2 separate regions of the Rattus norvegicus genome follow, and region 2 is linked to region 1. A link is a contact called in public Hi-C data. All regions are on one chromosome and are shown on one strand. Each heading gives the region's core, a stretch centred on a gene start, on an enhancer-like site or on the middle of the called end of the contact. The rest is flanking DNA. Distances are from core to core; before and after follow the strand shown.

Region 1 (5,310 bases), core at 1,534-4,033:
GACGCTTACTGGTCCCAGTGCTATGGCGGCTTACTGGTCCGCAGCACTTGGGAGGCTGGAACAGGGACAGTTCTGGAGACACACATTCAAAACCAGTCACGGCACAATAGCGAGACCTCATTTCAAAGCCAAACACCCAAATATCAAACCCACAACAAAAGCCAGTCCAGGTGAAAATCTCAACATAGGATCCTGGGGCAGAGTCACCACAGGGTGCCATAGCCCACTGAACTGTATCTGTGGCACCGAATGCAAGATAAGACGGTGCCCCCCCCCCCCCCCCCCCCCCCGCAGCCTTTGTTGCCAAAGGGCTTATGGAGATCAGAAAGAGGCATGTAGGAGCTCAAGAGCACTGTGGCCTGGGGACTGAGGTGTCCTCATCAGGAACTTGGGAAGGAAATGGCTTCCCCTGGGGGAATGGAGAATTTGACCTTTGACCTCCTTCATTCCTTGTCACCTGCTCCAATGTCTGAGGCTTTCCTCATTTTCTGTGTGTCCCTTCTTATCTCTTCCGTCAAACAGGCATGTCTGTGAAGTGGCCCTGAGCTAATTAACCGTGTGATTCATAACCCCAGGGATGGGCCTTGCTCTGGAGCATGTTTTTCAGTTGGGATTTTTGTTTGAAATAACGTTCACTGGATAAATGCTATTTCCCGGTTCTCTGGGGTGCACACAGGAGCGGTAACCAGATCAGTAACGAGTTTACTGGTCAGGAAGATGGACTCTTTCCATGAGTTAATACACACTGGCTGTTATAAAAGTAATTATTACCAGATTATGAAATAATGGCTTAGTGATTTATTTTTTAAATCATAGATACTTAAACCTTCCAATTTCACCAATTTCATAGAGTTGCTACAGCCATGTCACTTCAAAGACATCATTTCCCAGAAGTATTGTCCCCCCGGAAGGCCATAGTTACTGCATGGGACAGATAAGAGTTGTCTTGGTAGCTTATAAACTCATGGATGTTAATTACTGTCTGTTCAGCACACATCGAGCCCTGTGTCACTGTGAGTTCAGTTATAGAAATCAGAGTCTGTGGAGGAAAACTCCTGACTTGAGCCTCCGGCTTCCACAGCTCTATGCACAGACCTTCACACACAGATGAACACATGCTCACACAGTAATCAGCACATACATACATGAGTTACAGAACATGCAAGACATTTTTTCTTTAATATCAGCACTATGTTGATGTACAAATGAGGTGGTACTTAAGTGAGAGGGAACCAGAAACTCTCTTTTATAAGTAACCTCGATAACACTGAGGTGAGAGCTGTCTTGTGCTGCTGTGGTATGTTCTGTGGAGAGGCATGTAGGGCTGATACTCCTCTCTCCACTTTGGGGTTTTACAGTCGCCTGTAAATTTCCGTGACAGGTTGTCAGGTCACCTGTGTCCAAGGAATCCCTAAAGGGTTGGAAATTGGGGAGTGCCATTTGTGCAGGAGGAATAACCTAGAAAGGTTTGGGACACAGTCATGGACTCAGACGCGTTTATGGACTGAGGGAGGGAGAGTAAAACATACAGAAGTGAGTCTTGAACAGATTCTAAGGTGTCCCACCCTGTGCAGGGAGGGCCCTTCTGTGACGGCGAGGGGAGGGGAGCGTGATATGATTGGCCGTGTGGACTGAAGGAAGTGACCTGCATCACTCACGGAGGGGACTGCTCTGCATGGCTGTCCCTCCTACATCACTCACTGAGGGGACTGCTCTGCATGGCTGTCCCTCCTACATCACTCACTGAGGGGACTACTCTGCATGGTTGTCCCTCCTACAGGGCTGCCCCTGCAGCTGACATGCCATGCATGTGAGGGTGAGCCGGCTTGTCATGCTGTTGGGTTGGCCATTAGCAATCTGTGCGTTTTTTCATCTCCTTCTTCCTCATAGGTGTGTATCAACTCCCTAGGGACATCACTAACAGCTGGAGGCCAGGGCTCCTGTGCCCTCAGACTGCTGTCTGGCCATCTACCCAGTCTCCACTGCAGGGTGGCCTCTCTGGGAGAGAGCAGTGACTACACATCTTGACCCATGGTATCGTCCCCCCAAATTCAGCAGTAACTTTAGTCACTGTCCTTCTGCATAGAGGAGAGTCCATGGGACAGTCCCGTGGATAGCTTAAGAACGTGAACTTTATGGTGTCCCACGTCTGCAGGCTGAGAGGAGAGAATCAGAAGGTCGAAGGTTGCCTGTGGTGGGGACTTGGTCTCCGTGCAACAAAAAGTCGGGAGGTAAACTTTAAACAGTAAAGAAACTTTGTTTTTTTCTTTTTCTTTTTTTTCTTTTTCTTTTTTTTTTTTGAGTAGGAAAAATACAGCCTGACGACCAAGAGCCTTGCAAACATTTATAGACCCATCTGATAAAGGAGTACCGGAAAATGTTAAATTATTCATAAGTTGCCTGATAACTAGTAAATAAATGCATGACGGAACATTTAGAATTTGGCACAGCCTTCGAGAGAAGCCATTAAACAAATGTATTGTGCAAGAACAAAAGGCTTTAGTGAATTTTTTACTCTGATAAATTGGACGGCAGACAGCTAAACCCCAATTAAAGCTACAAGTGAACATATCACAGCGATCTAATTAGTGAATTATCTTATTAGGGCCAATTGACTTAAAAAAAAAAAAACAGCAACTATTTTTTGAGGGAGCGGAGAGGACTGGTTCTCTCGAAAGTGAGACGCTGCCTGGAGTTTGCTTGCTGCCCCCAGGCGTATGACGACTCATCCTCAGCCAGAGTCTGATCCTCAGAGATAACCCTCTGGATTGCTTGCTTTCTGCTTAAGGACCGTGCACAGTCTCTAGCCTTTATAGGGCAAATTGAGCTCTCACAGACTTTGTGGTCTGGCCGGGCCACTTCTTGCTCATTAGATCTGGAGTGTGTTTTAAATAGCTACATTCAATTAGACTCGTTGCCTGGGAGCATGTGAGGAAAATGCTCCTCTCGCAGACCACAAGAGCAGGGGGGGGGGGGGGCAGGTTTTATGTTGGATTGTGGTTAATCTGCTTTCGGTACTTCCTGGAGAGGAGCAGCTTAAGTAAAGATCACGTGATGGGGTTTCTTCCATAAAAATCAAAGATATGTTGTGAAGCAACGGGGCAGTCACATATTCATGACTGTTTCTGCATTCTGGGTGGAAACACTGGGAACAGATAAAACGTGGTTGAATACTTTCCAAGGCATTCGTAAAAATTGGAATATGAGGAATAATGAGAAGCGGAACCGAGGGGTGGGGGACACCCCGTGGGGCAGGGACACCTCTCTTCTGGGGTCTTCTGTGAGAAGGTAATAACCCAAGGCCCGGGTAATTATCCAGAGTTAAGGAATTAGCCATCTCTCCGGCATCTTTTTTTTCTAAGTATTTTCTATGCTTCATGTTGATTGTTACACATTTAAATTTTTTTCTTAACGTGTGTATCATAAGATAGAGTCTTTGAGAGGAGAGGGAAAAAAAACCCAGCTAAATAAGCGCCTGGATCATGTGATGTCACTGTGGAGGGAGGCCAACAGGAAGTTTGGGCAGGGCCACAGTTTTCCCGGAAGGCTTGGAGGATGAAGAGAATCGGACTGGACTGCAGCAGTCTTGAAGGGTGTGCAGGCTCCCGGGAGTTCTGAGGACTGTGGACTGGACATGCCTTCTGGAAGAGAGCCATGCCTTCCAAGGCTTGCTTAGGATTTTGGTTTTCTACGTACTTTTCCTGGAACCCCTCTCTTCTTTTCACGAGTGGTATCTGTTGACCCTTCCATGCCTCCAGGCCTGATGCTGGATCCTCTCCACAGGGTGCTCCTGGCCCCACCGGAGTTCATGTGGTCATGGGGGGTTACTTATGGGTTGCTTCACTTGGAGCTCCTTCCATGGACCAGAGGAGCAGAAAATCTCCACCATCCCCAGTGTCGGTTAGGGGTGTGTCTCTTAACACCTGAGACAAAAATGAGGAATGTGGTGGAGGGAAGAAGAGTTCTGGGCCAGCTGCCACCCCAGCCATCTGATCTTCTTAGTGAATGTGGGCTGCAGCTTCGCCCCTCTCCCCCCCACTTGCTGCCCAGCACGGTGTGTAGAGCAGATGAGTCTCACACAGGGTGTAAGGTAGGGAGTCCGAGGGTGGCCACCTCCCACCGCCTCCCTCGCTCTCTATTTTCTTATCTGTGCCTGTGCTTCCGCTCTGTCCCTGCCAATTTTCTTGAAATGATGACGGGTTTACTTTAAGACAGGGCAGGAAACACACATTACCATCTAGATATGGAATTATCTGGAAAGACTTAGAATCTTAGGCTCCTGCCCCCTGCTGTGCTACTGAAAGTTCCCTGTGGCCTAGAGCCCATGAGATAATTAATAATGATAATATAAATATTTATATAATGAAACGATATATTATTATATTTACTACTATATTACAGAAGGCGTTATAGTTACCATTCTGCTCTTTTTTTTTTTGGTTCTTTTTTTCCGGAGCTGGGGACCGAACCCAGGGCCCTGCGCTTCCTAGGTAAGTGCTCTACCACTGAGCTAAATCCCCACCCCCACCATTCTGCTCTTAGCGTCTCTTAGCTTCTTGTTTGACGATGGATCGTTGGAATGTCTATAATAAATACTTAGTTCATTTTTCTGTGGGAAAATGTCCCTTGGTCATCCAGGTGACCACCTGGTCAACATGCCGCTTTTCTGCCCACTGATTCTTTTCTGTGAGAAGAGTTGGGCTTTACTTGCTCTACCAAGGTCAAAGACAGTGATCTCAGCCCATTCACCTTAGGAAATGACCTAGTTAGGCCCCACTGTGTCCCTTCAGTAAGTGGTTAAAAGTGGGTCAGACCTGGCTATACTACTCTACAGGGGGGCTACACGGAGCTCCCTTCCCATCCTCGGGGGACCACCCCTGTTCCTCAGACACTGCCTCCACCACATGGGGAAAGGACAGCCTCCGCCACTTCTAGTGTGGCACAGGTGCTGTAGCTCTGGGCAACAGAGCACACTCCAGAAGTGAGGTGGTCTTGGTTTTGTGCCATTCAAACCAGTTGGCTTCCTGTCTCTCAGGAAGGTTGCCTGTGAGACAAAGTGTGTGCACTGTAATCTGTCACCTTTGAGAAGAGAATGACCTGAGGAGACACCGAGGTTGTCTGTATGCTGTTTTCATGAGACAGAAGAACAAGACCTCGGTGACGAAGTGTCCAGATTCTCCTTGATAAGAATGTAGACCGAGGTCTCAGCCCCCCCTCCAGTCATTTTGCTTTCTTTCTGGCCACGTTTGGGGACTAGGGCTGAGAGACTCCTCATCAGGCCAGAGGTTTGATTGAGCCTTCCTTCAGCAG
Region 2 (5,310 bases), core at 925-3,424, 63 kb before region 1:
CGACTTCAGCCTCAGAACCAACAGAGAAGAGTTCAAATGCAAATAGATGCGACTCCCTGATGGTGGAAGCAGCTTGCAAAGGTGCTGAATCAGGATTCCGTAGGACACGTCAATGTTTCATGATGATACCTTTGTTTTCCTGCCCTTGTTTCTGCCCCTCCCAGGAGAGATGGTGACCTCTGACCCATCAGTGCCCATGTTTCTCTGAGAAGGGTTGCCTAACAATGCCCAGAGGTATCCATTTCCTGTTCTCAGAGGCTCATCCAGCTCTTTGCCGTCATTGAATTCGGTTTTTCAGCAAGCCTATTGTCTTGCATTAGTAATATACAATTAAGTACATTACAGCTATTGTGAACAAATAAAGAGCTACAGAGGCATTGAAGTGGAAGGATTCATTTCCACCAGGAGGTAAGAGGTAATTGTTTTCAAGGACAGGGGCTGGTACAGGTTTCTGTGGAGTGGTGATGAGAGCAATAATCGATGATGTGAAACTCTTGAGTCTGGGTCAATGAGAATTTGTTAAATAAATGAACTCCTAACTGGGTCAAGAGCAATCTGAATGCTATTTCCAATACAGCAAGAGAAGTGAAACAACTTGTGGGCTGTGTAGGATGTTGAATTTGGTTGTAGGTTCTTGTGCAAGGGTGCCTGTGGACAAGCTATGCAGACTGGTTCAGACATGCTCTTTTCTGAGGTCAGGCCAGAGTTTATGGGTTATCAGCAAGGTAAGGACTGTACACCCCCTCCTCCTGACAGGGTTTCATGTATACCTGGCTTGCCTCGAACAAACTATCTGAGGATAATCTTGAACTTCTGATCCTCTAGCCTTGCCTCCTGAGTGTCAGGATTACAGGTCTGCAACATCGTGTACTTTTATCTACTGCTGGTTTTGAGTCCAATGATCTATAGAAGGTCCCTAAAGTGACCTTTGCGTCAGACTATACCTATTCACACAAGTAACTTCAGTCTCCGGTTAAACGATGTGGTCAACTACCGGAACTGTGGGCCAAGTCTACAACTCCACAACATTAATTTAGGCTGTTTTTGATACTGGCCTCATCCCGTTAGCCATCAACAATGGCGATGGTTGGTACCAGAAGCAAGGTATCATTTGGGGGGGGGGGGATAGTATCAACAAGTTAGAACGACCAAAGGGAAGGAGGGGGCAACCGTGTTGAAAGGTCAAATGAAGAAGAGTAAAGAAAGGTCTCACAGGATCTGCCCCCTCTCTTTGTTCCTGCTGGTATTCTTTGTCTTCTTGAAAGATCTAAGCAGGATTGTAGACTTGGAACAACTAATGCGAGCATAAGGAGGGCTAATTTTCAGTGTGGAGTGGTGAAAGAGAAAACATTTTCAAGTTAGAAGGTGTGTCCTGGATACGAGAAGGAAGGGGTGGTCTGCAAAAGGGTTGATGGGTTCCAAGCACACGGTCCAGTTTGGGGCATAGCTGACTAAAGCGGGGGTTTCAGTGAGGAATCCCAGGGTAGGCTGGGAATAACACTCTAGTATTCGACAGCGTGGGAAGGCCGAAGAAGAACCCAAAAGGCATAAGGTTAGGAAGTTCAAGGCAGTTCAAGGCAGGGACTCTCTGGCAGACAGTTGGACAAAGAGGAGCCAAGGTCCTTTCCCTAGATGTTGGGAAAGCCCGCGTCCCGATGAAGCGCTCCGGGTCCCAAGAACTCTCCAGGCCCTTGGCACGGGAAGCCGAGGTTCCGGGACATTCCTGCCTGTCCCATGCATCTGGGGGCTCCCTCCTCGGAGCTCCCTTGCCTTCGTTCCCTTTCCTTGATCCTCCCCGGGTGCGTGAAAGGCATGCTCGCGCGAGTCACCGCACTCCCCAGCAGCCTCTGCAGAGCGCCAGGGGTGTGCTCGCCTTGCACGGGTGGCGGAGCGCAGAGAACAGCTTAACGGTCCGGCATCCGCATCCGCACCCGCCCCGCCCGTCGGCGCCGCTGCCCCGCCCGCCTCTGCGTCATGACGCCGGCGCCCAACGCGGAAGCCGCTGGCCGCCTGGACCAGCGGCGGGCAGTGCGCCGAGCGGCGACGGGCGGGAGCCGGGCGGGGGCGCGAGGCGAGCGCAGCTGCAGCCTAGGCGGCCGAGCGCGCGGAGCGGGCGGAGCGAGCGCCCAGGACCGAGCGCGGGCGGAGCGGGGCTGGAGCAGGCGCGCAGCGGCGGCCGCCCCGGGGGATGCGGCTGCCTCCCTAGGCTGGCGTGTAGGGAGGGCGGGTCCCCGGCCTCGGCGGCGCGGCGGTGGAGGGGACAGCGGCCATGGCGACCCCTAGCAACCTGGGGTCCTCCGTCCTGGCGAGCAAGACCAAGACGAAGAAGAAGCACTTCGTGGCTCAGAAAGTGAAGCTGTTCCGGGCCAGCGACCCGCTGCTCAGCGTGCTCATGTGGGGGGTCAACCACTCGGTAAGGCTCCTCTGCGGCGCGCTCCTCTTGCTCCTCGGGCTTAGCCTCCGGGCTCTGCTCCTCTGCTGCAGCGGTGGCAGGGCGGGGATCTCTAGCCGTTTGGCTCGGCCGGTCCCGGGCCCTCTGGCCACTCGCCTCTTGGGGTACCCCTATCCCCACGACATGCGTCTGCCTCTTGGGTTTCTCCGGCAGCGCTTGCGCTTCCTTTGGAACCCAGGGAGGGTGCGGGATGAGAAGCATTTGCTGTGCTGTGCTTCTGAGCCTCCCCGCGCCTGTCCTGCTCCGCATCCGTCCTCCTGCCGGTCGGTGCTCGCTGCCTGGGAAGTGGGAAGTTTGTGCGGGGACCGTCTCTGCCTCAGCTATCAGTCCCGGCGGGGAACTGCTCAGGGCCCAGTCCGAACGATCGCTCCACTAGTCTGGGCCCTCCTGTCCTGAGCTGGTGGGCAGGTGTACCTGTCCCTGTCAGGAAGCGTCCGGAGCTTCTAGGCGACAGGACTGGAGTAAACCAGAAGATTTTGGACGGCATCTTGAGAGCTTAGCTTCCTTTTTCCTTTAAAGGTAGCATTCTCAGACTCTAGGAGGATTTTTTTCTTTTCTTTTTGCAAAGAAAAAAAGAGGCAACGTAAATATGGCCCTGGCGCCCTTCGTCCCTTCCCGCATCGCCCAGTTGCTGTGCCCTTTCCAGACCTCCTGGCCGGGAGTCTTCATCCCTCCCTCCCCCTTGCTTCCCCCCTCCTTGGGGAACCAGGCAGAAGTCACCGACTGCGGAAGGGCGGCCTTGGTGGTGACAGCCGGAGGGGGGTCCCGGCAGGCGCGAGTTCGAGGTGGTCTAGAGTTAATTACATTCATTTGGAAGGTTGTTTAAAAGGCTGGGGAGGTTAGCTAGCGCACCGCCTGGGATGCTAGGAGGCGCGAGGCTGCGGACTCTGCGGACTGCGGTGTGGGGGGCTGAAATAGCCGCCCGCTGATCTGACAGCGAGAAAACTCCTGCAGCTTTAATCTACTTAGATGGGATCAGGAAACACGATAGGCGCAATTGGCTGAGCCATGAAAGTTTCAATGAGCTTGTGAATTTTGACCGTGACCTTACCCATTGCAGTCAGCCAGCTTCGGAGGCAGAGCGTGAGCCTGCTGCTCTGCTTTTGATTTCGGTGGATGCCCTGGTGTCCTTTTCAGCATAATAGAAGTGACAGAAAGCCAGCGTGGTTTGTGCACTCTCAAATTAACAGAGCTGTTTAAAATGGCTTAGTATCTTTTATTTATAGTTTTTTTTTCCCCCAAGCGGAGATGGAGAAAGGTGAAACAGTATGAAGATGATTGTGTTTACCTGGGACGATTTAAAGAGTTGAGAAATGGTTATTTTCTATTACTTTACTGCCGGATCGACCGAGGTTCATTTTACTGACATCTTTAGCTATTAGGAATGTCAACTGTTAAAACTGCGGACAGCAACTCACCCCCCCCCCCCAGTTTTATTTCAGAAAGTGAAGTTACCGTTTTCCATTGTCACAGACCTCTAATTTAGTTGTGTTTGATTTCATAAAATTCTTCTTGTTATTTATGTTACTATTGGCAGCTTCCTAATTACCGCAACGGGCACAGTAAATACCAGTTGGGCGTGGACCCATGTTTACAGGCCCTTTTAAATCTCCTTTTGTAGTTCTGGTGTTTTGGTCAGGAGTGTTTGTATGTGTGCCTAGGTTTAATATAGTAAAGTAGTGGTAACAATATGCAGCTGGGGGCTGGTGGGGAGAGTGACTGAGAATGTCTGAATTCCAGTCCACTTCAGAAAAAGTTGCCATTGGGCGAGCTTCACTGTAACATTTGGGTTGCTACCTTGTGTTTATTTTCGAGTTGCTATATTTGTTTTCCATTTGTGCTACTTGGAAAATACAGAGGGAATGGTGGTAGGAACATTGAGTGTTACTTTTTGTTGCTCTCAAGAACAGTTACTAATTCTAAGTATATACACTGCCAGCAGAGTGTATCATGTAAAGCATGTTATTAATTCAACATATACCAGCGCACACAGAGCCTGCCACAGTGGGGAGGGTTGCTAAAATGTCTCCTTACTGTCCACTTGCCCTTATTTTTAGCCTGTGCCTTTATTTTGAGGAATGTGAGTTGACATAAGACAGTTACTTTTCTTCATTTCTCTAACAATGTATTTTTTTTTTTTTTTTAATGATACCCCAGTCCTCTTGCGGGCCCACTCTTGGAATTCATGTATTTCTGGTTGGTTTGATTTTAGGAAATGGTACCAGGAAGATGTTTTACCATGCTTTTCTGTGCACCAAAGTTTACAGAATAGTATTAAAATAAATAAATCCACATTATCAATAATGAGCATGTATATAAGTGGGGATATTTGAGAAGGCATGGTAGAGAGGCAGATAATTCAAATCAGAGCCTTTCCCCGGTAATTCTAATGTAACTAGGATTAGCAAGGAGAATCTTACCATGGGTACAGCAATTTTTTGCTTTTAAAATTCCATCAGACTTTTTATTGGATATTTAAAGCAACCATAAATTTGGAGCACTGAAGGGAAACCATACATTTTTATCATGTGAGCATATTATGATGGAACTGGGCCTCCTCTTTTGTGCTGTAGAAAAACAAAACAACCCCCCCCAAAAAAACCCCAAAACAATTCACTTAGTCTTCATTTGAATTCTTTAACTGAGACCACTCACCTTGGCATATTAGCCAGTTTTGGGGATCAGTGTTTGTAACTGGGAAATAGGATTGAAAGAGTTGCAATTCTCTTTAATTTCATGACCATTTTTACAGCTTAATAGTTGAACAGCATCATATTAGGAGTCCCAGAGTACACAGTGACCTTTGGGGATTTTTCAAAGCCTAGACTGGAAGAGAAGGAAATCTGTGGTGATTTTTA

Evidence for each region. Hi-C and Micro-C count contacts between places; a contact is called where the count stands out from the background.
Region 2: a contact with region 1 is called in a Hi-C map of mammary epithelial cells, with 2.6 times the contacts expected there. The contact joins the promoter of Pip4k2a here to the enhancer-like site in region 1. A contact is called at or near these places in 3 of 12 Hi-C or Micro-C datasets (kidney, liver and mammary epithelial cells).

What each region holds. Positions count from the first base shown.
Region 1 is chr17:86,511,399-86,516,708 of GRCr8, reverse strand. The region is part of intron 1 of Pip4k2a (phosphatidylinositol-5-phosphate 4-kinase type 2 alpha); the gene reads left to right. Among named protein-coding and RNA genes, the nearest start is that of Pip4k2a, 62 kb to the left of the region's middle. Within about 2 kb of position 2,783, at least 29 of the 93 cell types and tissues checked have an H3K27ac peak or open chromatin away from gene starts, as enhancers often do.
Region 2 is chr17:86,573,294-86,578,603 of GRCr8, reverse strand. It overlaps Pip4k2a (phosphatidylinositol-5-phosphate 4-kinase type 2 alpha), which reads left to right and starts at 2,174. Exons shown (of 10, transcript NM_053926.2): 1 at 2,174-2,413. The coding sequence starts at 2,270.